Linked DNA regions of Sus scrofa: region 2 is linked to region 1. Evidence: chromatin contacts called from public HiChIP or PLAC-seq data. All regions are on one chromosome and are shown on one strand. Each heading gives the region's core, a stretch centred on a gene start, on an enhancer-like site or on the middle of the called end of the contact. The rest is flanking DNA. Distances are from core to core; before and after follow the strand shown. Region 1 overlaps ETV6 (transcription factor ETV6). Region 2 overlaps ETV6 (transcription factor ETV6).

What was found. HiChIP or PLAC-seq counts read pairs in DNA pulled down with a chosen protein or histone mark.
Region 2: an H3K27ac HiChIP or PLAC-seq map of alveolar macrophages shows a contact between it and region 1. The contact joins two enhancer-like sites. A contact is called at or near these places in 1 of 47 Hi-C or Micro-C datasets (liver) and 1 of 2 datasets of contacts at active chromatin or transcription factors (alveolar macrophages).

What each region holds. Positions count from the first base shown.
Region 1 is chr5:60,550,357-60,554,212 of Sscrofa11.1, forward strand. The region is part of intron 4 of ETV6 (transcription factor ETV6); the gene reads right to left. Among named protein-coding and RNA genes, the nearest start is that of BCL2L14, 190 kb to the left of the region's middle. Within about 2 kb of position 2,590, at least 26 of the 83 cell types and tissues checked have an H3K27ac peak or open chromatin away from gene starts, as enhancers often do. A contact at or near this core is called in alveolar macrophages, where this site is marked.
Region 2 is chr5:60,702,265-60,706,101 of Sscrofa11.1, forward strand. The region is part of intron 1 of ETV6 (transcription factor ETV6); the gene reads right to left. Among named protein-coding and RNA genes, the nearest start is that of ETV6, 73 kb to the right of the region's middle. Within about 2 kb of position 2,292, at least 12 of the 83 cell types and tissues checked have an H3K27ac peak or open chromatin away from gene starts, as enhancers often do. A contact at or near this core is called in alveolar macrophages, where this site is marked.

The DNA.
Region 1 (3,856 bases), core at 1,340-3,839:
GGACAGCTAGAAAATGAACAGAAAGCCGCTTGAGATGTCAGGGAGTAGAGTATAAAGCTGCCAAAAGGGTAAAAAAATTGAGAAAACAAATTCCATAAAGGAGGGAGCCTCAGAGGGAGTAGATAAAGTTCTCTCAAATCCTTATCATGTGCTCCTGAACAACACACATGCAGGGGGAACTCCAAAGAGCTCAGTGAAAGGCAATAGCTGTATTGTTCAAGATATGAGCAGAAATCTCAGATGCTGGCCACAGTACTGGAGATAGAGTTCAGAGTTTGACTTCTGGCAAGGAAGGCTCTGTAAATACCTCAGGGTGTTTATTACCCAAGAATAGCCACACCTTAGGAGTGAGGACTATACTCTGGGACAAAGGGATTTGCTAAGGGCTAAAGGCAAAATGGAACTAGATCTTCCCTAACCAAATATAAGGCGAAGCCTCCACAAATTCAAAGTGATTGGCTAGTCATTTACCTGTCTGCTAGCATTAGAATGAAAACTCTTCAGAGGAATATAACTTGACCCAGAATCTCTACAAAGTGTTATCTATAATATTCAGTATCCAATAATGATTTTTTTAGACATATGAAGAAACAGAAAATTGTGACCCATATTCAAGGCAGTCAACAGAAATAGACTCTGAGATGTTGGCATGAGCAAAAAAGAACTTTAAAGTACTTGTTATAAATAAGTTCAAACACTTAAAATGATGGTCATAATAAGTGATAACGGAAGGAAACTATCAGAAAAAAATGGAAAGTATACAAAAAGATTTTATAGCTGAAAAATACAGTACATGAAATGAAATACTGAACTGAATGGACTTAACAGTAGATTGGAAATGAGAAAAGAAAGGACTAGTAAATTTGAAAACAAATAATCAAAAACAAAAACAGATCGTCAGTGATCTATGGAATAATATTAAATGGTCTAAAAGAAATATAATTGGAGTTCAAGAAGGAGAAAACTTTTTTTTTTTTTTTTTTGGATAGAGGAGAGTTTTTTTTATCCCCCCTACCTAATGCATATGTTTTAACTAAGTTATTTTGAAGCAAATTAAAGATTTTGATATCCTGCCCCAAATACTTGTGTGCTCCTCTAAGAAAACATTTAAGATGATTTTCCTGCACAGTCATAGTAACATTGTTAAACAGGAGAAAACAGAAAGAATGGGGAAAAAAATTGAAGAAATAATGGCCAATTGTCCTCAAATTTGTAGCAACAACAACCACAAATACACATACTGATCCAAGAAGCTCAGTAAATCCCATGCAAGATAAATACAGTGAAAGCTACATCCAGGCACACAGTCAAACTGCTAAAAACCAAAGATAAAGAGAAAATCTTGAAAGCAACCAGAGGGGGGAAAAAAGGTTATACCATATACAGGGGAAAAGTTACATTAACATGGCCACCTTCTTTCTTAAACAGCTAGCAAAGAGAGAGAGAGTGTGCAAGCATACGCACTAGAAAGATAGAAATGGAGACCTATATATAGATTAAAAAATACTTAAGAGGAGTTCCCACTGTGACTCAGTGGAAACTAACCTGACTAGTAACCATGAGGATGTGGGTTTGATCCCTGGCCCTGCTCAGTGGGTTAAGGATCTGGCATTGCTGTGGCTGTGGTGTAGGCTGGCAGCTGCAGCTCTGATTGCTACCTAGCCTGTGAACTTCCATGTGCTGAGGGTGCGGCCCTAAAAAGAAAAAAGAAAGACTTAAGAGACACATCAAACCATCTGCAAAGTACAGACAGACTTGCTTGGGTTGTGATTCAAATCAACTATAAAAACTCTTATGAGACTGTTGGAAAAATGTGCACATTCATAAAATAGCTGATGATACTGAGGTGCTATTCGTTTTCAGGAGATGTGAAGGATCTCTGATTATAATTTTATAAAGGGATTTAAAGTACTCAACCTTGCAAGATACAGGTTGGGATGACAAGTACCAACTTCCTCACTTTAACCTCAGTGCAAGTAAATACTTACAGGGTACCGATTGGGCCCGTGGAATTAACTTATTTAATAGCTGCGATAATTAGTATGATAGACATGATCTGTGATCTCTCAGGGATGAGGCACGTTTTCTTTTCAGAGCTAATATGGATCAATTCTGCCCTCCACAAAAATGAATTTATCTTTTGTCCATGGTTCACGTCTCATTTGTCACCGAATATGATCACGGGAAGCCATATTTAAGACAGCTGCATTTTGAAGTTTCATATATTTTCTTCTAAATGCCATTTACAGAACGTCTCCCTTTCATTAAACTTATTCAGGTTTAAAAACACTCAAGGATGATGAAGACGATGTATTTCAAAATCCCATTTCCCGAATCCATTTCCTGTCTTACAAATTTCCAAACGGACACAGGCGGTGGCCAGTCGTCTGGTTACCTGCAGGCTTTCTTTGATGTCCTGGGTTTCAAGGCTCAGTGGATGGGTGTGCACTCAGGACAAGCCTTAGGAAGTCGGGGAGGGCTGCGAGAGGAAGAACTTTCATGCTAAGGGGAAAAGAGGAACTGATGTAATGTCCTGGAGAAATTTCACTCTCTGTTCCTGCCTAGATTTTGGGAACAATGACGGAGGGAGATAGTGCTCTGGACAATCCAGCTCAGATCTTACTTCTGACTCAGGATCTGGGCAGGAACAGGACTCGGAGGAGCTTGATTTATTTATTTCTCGGCAGACACCACTGAAAGAGGAAGTACTTGATGAAGCTGATAACATTAATGGCAGAGAACTGGATCTAAGGGTATTTAATTCCAGGCTCCTGGTGGTCTGGGCACAACCACTGTCAAGGCCGAAAGGTCTGCCTTGAGCCCTTCCAAGCTTTGTTTCAGGTTGCAAAGCACGTGCCCACGTTTGGAGTGGATTCTGACGTTGCTGCCCTGCTGCCTCTGTTATTATAAGTTGGCAGCGGGGTATGGAAACTTATGAGACCAGAGGCGGCAGGCAGAGAAGCTCCGGACACAGGAAGTGCACTGAGAGGACAGTGGGTGCATTAAATCCCCCAGATGTAGGAGTCTTCTGTCTAAAACAAGAAGTTTTTTTTTTTTTTTTCGGTCTGGCCTTGATGTCTGGGTTTGTTCTTGGTGAACGGCCCAGCTGGAAAACTGGGAAATAATCCACATTGCCCTTGGTCTGAAGGTCTTGATATGGGAGAGAAACACACAAGGAAGAGAGAGGAAAAGCCGCAAGTAATCGGTCAGTGGGAAGACCCAGGTCTGGTTGGGACCTCATTCTGAAAGTACTTTCTGATCCCAAACCCTTCTCTCTGTAGACCTCTTCTAGATACAAACCAGCCCTTCTTCTCACTACCAAAGAGTCCCCCACAAATTAGGACTGTGAATGTGATGGTCACAAAAAAGGGCTGATTTCTTTTCTCAGCTTCTTTTCTCATTAGAAAAGTGTCTCCAAAATTCACCCACATTTGACCCAATTGGAGCTCCCGTTGTGGCGGAGCAGACATATCCGACTAGTATCCATGAGGATGTGGGTTCGATCCCTGGCCTTGCTCAGTGGGTCGGAGATCTGGTGTTGCCATGAGCTATGGTGTAGGTCACAGATGTGGCTCAGATCCTGCGTTGCTGTGGCTGGGGTGTAGGCCGGCAGCTGCAGCTCTGATTCCACTCCTAACCTGAGAACTTCTCTTTGCCACAGGTGCAGCCCTAAATAGTCAAAAGCAAAAAAAAAATTTTTTTTTTGGACCCAATTTAATCACAATATATAATGATTAACTAGTAGACCCTAAAAAACAAAACTCTGCCTTTGGTTAAAGTCTTGGGGTTTGACTAGGAAATTTCCAGGGCAGAGCACAGGCTAAGATCAAGTTTCTCTCACACCCCAGGATCACAT
Region 2 (3,837 bases), core at 1,042-3,541, 150 kb after region 1:
TTGTTTAAGACAACTTAGCAAGGAATTCTTACCCTGATTTTATAGGGAAAACCAGGGCTCCAAGAATTTCAGTTCCAGAGTTAGGAAGTGCCAGAGCTAAGATTTGAATACAGAGCTGTCTTTCCTGACCCCAAAACCTACTGCTCTTTCCACTACACAGGTCAGCCTCTGTTAATCCCAAACTGTAGGGCACAGCGAACTATACTCAATATCTTGTAATAAGCTATAATGGAAAAAAATCTGGAAAACAACACACATTCTTATATGTATACATATATAATATGTACATATGTATACACACACACACATATATAAAATTGATCACTTTTCTATACGTCTGAAATTAACACAATATTCTACCTGTGGTTACCAAAGGGGACAAGGTGGGGATGTGGAGGGACAAACTGGGGGTTTGGGATGGGCATATGCACACTGGGGTCCATGGAACGACTGGCCAACGGGGACCTGCTGTAAAGCACAGGGATCCCTACTCAGTATTCTGTGATCATCTGTGTGGGAAAAGAATCTGAAAGAGAAATGGATGTGTGTCTATGTATAACCCAAGCACTTTCTTGTACAGCAGAAATTATCACAACCTTGCAAATCAACCATACTTCGATAAAACCTAAAAAAACACTTACAGGAATTCCCGTCATGGCGCAGTGGTTAATGAATCCGACTAGGAACCACGAGGTTTCGGGTTCGATCCCTGGCCTTGCTCAGTGGGTTAAGGATCCGGCGTTGCTGTGAGCTGTGGTATAGGTTGCAGACGCGGCTCAGATCCTGCGTTGCTGTGGCTCTGGTGTAGGCTGGTGGCTACAGCTCCGATGAGACCCCTAGCCTGGGAACCTCCATGTGCCCCAGGAGTGGCCCAAGAAATGGCAAAAAGACAAAAAAACCAAAACAAAACAAAAAAACACATACAACATTGTAAATCAACTATACTTCAATTAAAAAAGGGGGAAAAAAATGCCAGCCTCGCTAAGATGTTTTTATTTCCTCACAGAACTCCGTCTGGGACAGTGCACTCAACGCTCATTTGGGGGATGATCGTGCTAATTGCACTGTGTGGCTTTGAAAGATGAAGGCCGTACCTGAATGTGCCAGGAGCACCCTCAGAACCCCTCACCGGCTCTTCAGACACCTACCTCCTCTCCCCACTTCCATCAGCTCTAATAGATCAGCTCCCACTGATCTCGTTCACAGCTCCAGAAGGGTAGGAGCCCCGGCACGCCCTGTGCCACAGAAGCCTGAGGCCACAGCACAAGAGGAGGTCACAAGAGATGCCTTCACTCCCTGGAGGACGCGGGGCCAGCCAGCATGCCGAGGTGCCCATGAACCCACTCCTCGCCCTCATGTCCACACACAGCCGCTGCCCATTTCAGGGAGGGAAGCAGCTGGATGGTCCGGTGTGAAGGCAGAGGGAGGGAGGGGCAAGAGATGCTGTTCACAGGGTCTGCTCCTGTCTCATCCCTCCCACCTCCCACCCCAGCTCCATCCTGGCCAGATGTTCGGGCCTGCACTTGCCGTTCTCCTCCCTGAGCCTCGAGAGCCAGGCCGCTCCCTGTGCCTCTGCGAGAGAACCTCTCAAAGAAGAGAAGCACCGAGGCCTCTGCACGTTGGCTAGAGACAAGCCTACCTTTCTTCTGCATCTGGGGAAATTGCACGTGGGCTTCTGCTGCATCACTTGCCGGCCGATCCTTCCTCACCACCCCTGTTGGGTGACGTCGTCTCAGTGTAGGAAATGCTACAAAAGCTGGCCCTTCAGGAACGAAAATCTCTTCCCTCCCTTATGCCCAGAGCTTACTGTCTCCCTCACAGGCCAGTCCTACACATCAGTATCTTCCACAGGTCCCAAGCTTGTTGGGATGTTTCCCACGCAGTGCCCAAAGAGACTGCAAAATGACTGGGGGCAAGGACCCTATTTTCTTCCCCAAAGAGCATCCACATGATGCTGGACACCCAGGCAGGGCTTCCTAATTTGAAACGCAGGCCTCCCACCTGGAGCAGATGGATCCCAGACTCCAGAGAGGTGGCTCCCTGGGGCCCCGGCCGCAGCTCCCTCACCATAGGGCTCACCGACAGGACAGCAGCCTGGCCAGCCCTCGGAGAGCCTGAAGATCCTGGACTCCGTCTGGTCTGCTGCCAGTTCTGGAGATGCCAGGGAAACCACACGGACTGCCCCGCCAGCCTGGATGAAACACTAAACAGCTCCATCCTGCCTGGCCCCAACCACTTCAGGAAAGAGAGGGGCGCCCGGACCCCGGGCAGTTCCTGTCTGAATGACTCCGTCTGAATCACAGGGCAGGGATCTGCCAAAGGCCCTCACGGTGACTGGGCTTAAGAGTCACGGAGCCCCAGAGCAGCTCCTGCTAACTCCCAACCACGACACCTAGCACCAGGCTGGCTTCTCGCCTGCAGTTGGAGGCCCCGTGCTTTCGGGTCTGCCCCCACTGTGGGAAGGAACTGCTGAGGCCATCCTGAAACCCTTCGCAATTTTTGAACAACGGCCCTTGCGTCTGCCTTTTACCCTGGGCCTCATAAATTAAGTAGCCAGTCCCGCCAAGCACTTGAACCTCAGTCGCTGCAAGAGATGATCCTATCTACAAAACAAAAACAGACCATGGCCAAGGAGAGCAGACTTGTGGCTGCCAGCGGGGCGTGGGGAGGGAACGTGTTGGATGAGGAGTTTGGGGATGCAAACTGCTACCCTTGGAATGGATGGGCAGTGGGGCCCTATGGTACAGCACAGGAAACTGTGTGTGACTTGGTCACGTTGCTGTACAACAGAAAATGAAGAAACACTGTATATCAACTATGCTTTTTTTTTTTTTTTGCTTTTTAGGGCCGCACCCTCAGCATAGGGAGGTTCCCAGGCTAGGGGTCAAATTGGAGCCACAGCTACAGCAACACCAGATCCAAGCCACATCTGCGACCTACACCACAGCTCAGGGCAACACCAGATCCTTAACTGAGCAAGGCCGGCGATCAAACCTGCAACCTCATGGTTCCTAGTCAGTAAATCAACTATCCTTAAAAAAAAAAAAAAAAAAAAAAAAGAGAGAGTCACTGCTAAGCACCTAGTAAGTCTGGGAAGCAGTGCTGGGGAAGTGGGTGTGGGCAGCCAGCAGTTGAGGCTTCGGGCTGGCAGGGGTGATCTGCAGAAGAATAGCCGAATGGCCACCCTCCAGAGGAGGAGCTGGTCCACTGAGGGGGCGCACAGGCTGAGAGGCATGGGGCAACACCACCAGTGACCCTGACACCAGAAAGAGCTTCTCCAACATACACATCAAGGACTGGTCCCCTTTGGAGCACAATTTCTGGGCAACTCCCGCCATCCATCTCAAATCTCTGATTATGGGCCTTGCTTTCTTACTCCCTGATTCAAAGTCTGACGTTCCCCTAGTGTTTTAGAGAGTCTCACCTGAAAAGCTGGCCTTTCATTTGTGTGTTCTTTTCTCCTCAACTTGGGAGAAATGTGCAGGAGGTGAGGGCAGCTGGACTGTGAGAACTCCACGTCCAGGCTGTTCATTCTCAGCTGGAAGCACAGCACTGGTGGTGGCAGTCAATAGGAGGGGGACAGATACCACCATGCCCAGGAAGACAGGTGGGACTCTCAGGGCGCCAACTTCCTGATGCTCATCAGTGACAGTCAAACTACAGGAGAGGCGCTGTGTGTCCGCTAAGAAGTGGCCTGGGGCAAGTTTTTTTCAAAAGGAGTCAGAAGACAAAGACACTGCTTCCTTGCAGGCTTCTGGAGCGGTCTTATGATCACCTGCCGGCAGGTGAAGTTGAGGCTTTTATCGATGTTCTCAGACATGAGAGCTAGAAATGGAT